2 separate regions of the Mus musculus genome follow, and region 1 is linked to region 2. Evidence: chromatin contacts called from public promoter capture Hi-C data. All regions are on one chromosome and are shown on one strand. The core of a region is the stretch at or near the end of the contact, and the rest is flanking DNA. Distances in the headings are between cores, read along the strand shown.

Region 1 (2,700 bases), core at 13-2,512, 1.4 Mb after region 2:
TCCCAAAACACTGGATTCCATCCTTTAATAATTGCTAGGATTCCTTCTAAAATTCAATGCTTGAGGGCAGGGAAGAGTTCGAATTCTCAAAAGCTCCCAAAGGTCGGGCCCAGGAACAATACCATATAGGATGGGCAAACTTGAAACCTGCCCAGTGACTGCTCAGAAGCCTGCATGATATCCAGTGCATAATATCCCGCCCCACACAGAAACTCGGAGGGAACCTCCAAGGTCTTAACAGTCTGTCTGCTTGGATTCAAGAGATGCTTAGATGTATAAGGCCACTCTGCTGGACAGAGGCCCCTTGTTATCTCCCGTGGCAGTCAGCTTGAAAAGGACCCTGTGGTAACGAACGCCAGGATTGGGAATGAGTCAGAGGTATCTGGCGCCCCCTGCTGTCCATCCATGGACACCACATCTGACTAATAATTACTCCTTGAGCCTCGCAGATGCCCCTGCCTGTACTCTGAAATGCTAGCGCAACCCAAATTCATTCTCCTAGAAGGCAGAGCCCAGAGTAGCTTACCATCATCCATTGAGCTGTCCCAACATGGACACAGGCAGGTGCTCATAATTTAAAGTCTCAAGGCCACAGTTCATCGTGCCAGTGTGTTTTCCTGCATTCTTCTCTGCCACGGAATGGTCCGCCTGTGTTTTGCACTGTTCATACATCCCCGAGCCCCGCAAAGCCTCGGAAGTGGCTTATAACTGATCCTAGAGTCACTTCCTGTTTCCTGGACCGTGGCCAGCATAAGTACTGGGGTGTAGGGGGTGATGGCTCACAGTCTGCCTTCTCCTCACATCTCCCAGACTGACATCTGCCCTAAGTCCTCCGTCCCAGATGGCAGCATTGCCCTCCCGCTTGTGCCTGCAGAGTACCCGGGTGTCCCAGGGACTGAGCAGTACCTCACTGACAGGGCTGGAGTCTTCTGGCTGGATTCAAACCCAAGGAGAGTGGCGTCATGTGACCACACAGAGCTGGGATTCAGAGGTTCTAGAAGTCATGCTGCCCCTTGTCCCTCTAAACATGCCCTGGTAGACACATTTCCTTTGGGAAGTGCCATCCCTGCTCCTACAAAGGAGGGGGGCGCAGACTTCTAATGTCACCCATGTTTGTCCTCAAACACACACATCCCTATCGGACTTTTAAAGAGCTTAACTAAACATGTTACCTTGGACATGAAAAGGGAGAATTCTGGGAGCGTGTTGAGCTGACTTGGCAAAGCCTGTCAAGGTGGAAGTCCCTCCACGCCACCACAGCTGATGCGGGTGTGGCAGCTTTAACAGGAAATCTAGAAGGGCCTGGGGTGAGACAGCCGGTCCCAGGCTGCTTGGAGAACAGGCTCAGAGCTTGGAGTGGAATGTTTCTGAGATGGCCTCCAGGGGGCGCCATGCTCACAGGCTCCTGTGCAGCTGGCCCACAGGACAGGGTTTGTGTTCTGGAATAATCAAAGTCTCCTTCCATGTCATAAGACTGACCGCATACGGATCTGAAGCTGAAATGTGAAAGCATGTGATCACCTTCTTTTAAAATACCTCGTTCTTTTCCTGAACTGACCATAGACTCTCTGAAAAGGTCCCAGGTCAACCCCGGCGAGTACCCCTTCAGAAACCACGAAGAATTGACCTGGATTGGGATGAGATGGGGTTGGGGGGTCCTAGGGACTCCAGTGTGGCTGAAAGAAATACAGGACGCATGGTTACATTTGAATTTCAAGCGACCAGCTTTTCTAGCGGAAGTTTCATGTCTCAAACATCTCCAGGGATCTGTCCCCCAACCCACCCACCCCCAAATATTCACTTTAGGTGAAACACTCATCTTCCCAACACCATATGCACACACAGGTGTGTACACACTTACAATGTGCACAGACAAGCAGGTGTCTATTGCTGTCATCCCATAGAGTATGGGAAGAGGCGGGCTGCTTTGGAGGCTGAGCCTGGGATCAGAAGGCAGGAGCAAGATAGGTGTGGCGCTACCTGAGGCCACCATCTGGAATCAATACTGCACCCCCAATACGCACAGAGAGCATCTGGGTTCCTGGGGGCTAATGGATCCAGAAACCAGCCCAGGCAGAACTGAAAGATCTTGCTGAGGCCAAGGATCCAGGGATTGCTATAGGCCCTGCCCTGACTGCAGGAAGCTCCACTGGTGGCTTCTCGGTGACATAAAGGGTTAACTGAACCACTGAGCCAGGCATCTCACTGGGAAGTTGCCTGGTTCACCACAGCTGCCTCCCTGAGAGGTGGAGTACATACCCTTCCCAGCAAGGAATATTTAGCTTGTGGTCATTTGCGACCCCCAACAGAAGGATGGGTCTCACATGGCCCATGGTTTTTTGTTTGTTTGTTTGTTTGTTTTTTCTCACAGGATTCTTTGTCATCTGCATTTCTCTGCATCATGGGAAAAGATTCCCAGGAACCCAGGAAGGGCTGGTGTTGACCCTGGGCTGTGAAGGATGTCATCTGAGCTTTTCCCACAAGGGCTTCACCACGTCGGACATGCTGACACAAGCCGAAGGATCTGCCTTGGACTCCAGTCAGGGGACAGGATACCAGAGACACAGGTCAGCAGCAACAGGAGTGACATCAATCCAGTGCCATACAGGCCCATTTACTTAGAAGAAGCCCTTGGGCAGACGTGACTCTCTCACCTCAGACCACTGCAGAGTTCTGATCTCTGCTCGCCGTAACACAGCC
Region 2 (2,700 bases), core at 19-2,518:
GCCGTGTACCACTAGGCCTGGCTGCCTTTTACCCTTTCTATCTGTGCAGGAGTGTGTATCTGATGGAAGCTTGAGCGTGTGTAGCCATGTGCCACATGGGGTGGTCAAAGGATAACTTTCTTCCACTTTTTTGTTTGTTTGTGTTTACAGGATCTCATTGAGTAACCTTGGCTTGTTTGGAACTCTATGTTATCTAGGCTGGCCTCCAACTCCTATGTGCAACCCAGCTCTGCGGGGGATCTCTTCCCCTCAATGGAAGTCAGGGTACTTGGTCCTAATCTGAGGACTCCTCTGCCTCACATCTTCCCGAGTTTGGAAACAGGTCCTCATGCTGACAAACGCTTTACTCCCTGAACCCAAGTGCCTCATTTCAAAAGAAATCTTAGGGTCTAGGGTGTGGGGGGAGGGGGGAGACGGGGGGGGGGGGGAGGCGGGGGGAGGGGGCGGGTAGCTCAAAGGTAGTGCTTTGCATGTGAGACCTCCTGAGATTCATTCCCCAGAATTGCTAAGAAAATCACTGGAAACCTGACGCTCCTTGTTCTTTTCCACAGAAAATATCCTCTTTCCAAGGCCCTACCTCTCTAGGAGTCTTGCCGAATTCTCTCCCAAAGTAGGCTATCTCCAGTCCCACAGGGACTGAGAATGCATACCACACGAGCTGCAAGTAGGATGCTGCACATGGAACCCCAAGGCCTCAGGAGGTAGGGTCTCTCTACATATCTCTGGCTGTCCTGGAATTCACTATGTAGACCAGGCCTTCCTCTTGTCTCTGAGCGCCGGGACTGAGGTATGCGCCGGAACTCCCGGCCTGAAGTAGATTTTTAAAAGTGCATATAGGAATATGAGAAATTAAAAAAATAAGGAGCAGGAAGAGTGTCCTCACACCCAGCAGCCACCTCTAACTATCCCATGGCCTTAACGCAGCTGCAAACCGGTCGGATTCTTTGCGTTCAGGAATGGTGCCGGGCACAGGAACTTAGCTCCACCAGCAGGCACTGCACTAGTACGATATTCCTAGGGAAGCAAGCCGCTAAATGAATGGAAACAAACCGGAAGGCCGCTAGGCGGTCGGGGATGCTTGCGCTTCGGTGACCAATCAGCAAAGGTCTTGACACATGGCCCACCCTCAGGCCGTGCTCTTCACCAATGAACGAGGGCCGACTAGTTGACCTGTGTATGTCCTGTGACTGTCCACGAGTGGAGCTGCCAATAAAGTTCTTTTGTAGCTTTGAATTTTTTTTTTAAAGTGCCCACTGCGGTCACGGCGCAGTCCCCGCCCCGCCACTTCCGGTCTCGCCGCCGGGAGCCGGTGCGGCTGTGAAGGCCAGCGCGACTCAGTGCCGCTGCTCCGCCGGGCATGGTTTTGGGTGCCGGCTCGCCTCGCCTGACTCGCGGTGCTCAGGTAAGCTGGTCGCGCGGGCTGGACTGAGGCCGAGGCTCCTGTCGCCGAGCGCCAGGCCGGACCGCGAGGTCGGCGGCTGACGGGAAGCGCTGGGCGGGCAGCGAGCCCCGGCGGCTCTAGAGGGCCGGGCCGAGGCGGACCCCGTGCCGCCGCCCGCAAGGTCACGGTGCGGAGCTCGGGCCGTCCGGGAGGCCGAGGCCGAGGCCGCGGCGGGGAGGCCGCTGCCCCTGAAGGGAAGCGGGAGGTGGACGCGGCCCGCCACGGCGACGGCGGGGAGGAGGGGCGGCCGGCCCGCCTGGCCCGGTTCGGTCCCTGACCCGGTTCCGCGGCGTGTCACCCGGGGTGTGGCCTTCTCCTCGGCCGGCTCAGTTTCCTCCGTCTCCGGTGGGCATTGGACCCACTCCTCGGCGCTGCCGGTGGGTTGGAGTTGCTGGGGAAGGCTTCCCGGAGGGGCTCTTGGCCTGTGGGTAAAAATCTGCTCTCCTTAAGAACCTAGTCGGGCTTGGCGGTGAAGGGAAAGAGGGCATCCCAAGACCTGGTTATCAGATTGAACCGAAGGTTCCAGAAATGAGCAGGGTGGTGTTGAAAAACAGTGAGGTGGCTGGGCCTGGTGCCGAGGCTTCCTAGCTGTTTGGGCCGAATGTGGGGAGCTGGGCAGTAGGCAGAGTCATAGGAAATTAAGGATAGTGATTGTGGGGAGCTTCAGGAACAGAATTAACAGGAGTACCTGGACAAAATTAACTTGATATTCAGTACCCAAAATCAAAGATGAGCTCCAGAAGTGGTCAGTCAGTAAGCCTGGCAGGTTAGATACCCTTGGACACTCATGCTGTACGGTTTAAGTCCCGATCTGTTTCTTTCAGCTTGGAAGGTTAAACGGCCCTAGTGGCCCCTAGTTCTCTTAAATGGCTTAGATTGGAGCTGTCAGTGAGGAGTTAGCCTCACTGTGAGCCAACTGGCCCTGCATAGGTCACACCAGCCTGATTTCAGCACAGCACATAGGAATGCTGAATAAACATGACTTGATGAGACTGGTAAATAACAAGTTGCAGTCCTCTTTGGATGCCCTAAAAGTTGGTCCCACCCAGAGGAGGAACTAACTGGGCCAAATACAACTTGTGGAGTTGGAAACTGAGCATGCTGTTCAGAATAGCTGATCGGTTCCCAAAATACTGCCTTAGTCACAGTGTGATTTTCGAGCAAAGGGAAGTTTGGGTCAAAGTGGGGTTTTCCAGAGGTGGGACGTGTTGAGGAGGGAACGAGAATTCTGAGGCAGCTTCTACCCTTTTGATAGTTTG

The links. Promoter capture Hi-C pulls out the DNA fragments that hold promoters and counts their contacts.
Region 1: a contact with region 2 is called in a promoter capture Hi-C map of pre-B cells, with 3 times the contacts expected there. The contact joins the promoter of Otos here to the promoter of Ube2f in region 2. A contact is called at or near these places in 3 of 39 promoter capture datasets (liver and pre-B cells) and 1 of 115 datasets of contacts at active chromatin or transcription factors (thymic regulatory T cells).

The regions. Positions count from the first base shown.
Region 1 is chr1:92,647,579-92,650,278 of GRCm38.p6, forward strand. Otos (otospiralin) reads right to left here and starts at 1,263. Exons shown (of 5, transcript NM_153114.2): 1 at 1,173-1,263.
Region 2 is chr1:91,249,036-91,251,735 of GRCm38.p6, forward strand. It overlaps Ube2f (ubiquitin-conjugating enzyme E2F (putative)), which reads left to right and starts at 1,269. Exons shown (of 10, transcript NM_026454.4): 1 at 1,269-1,402.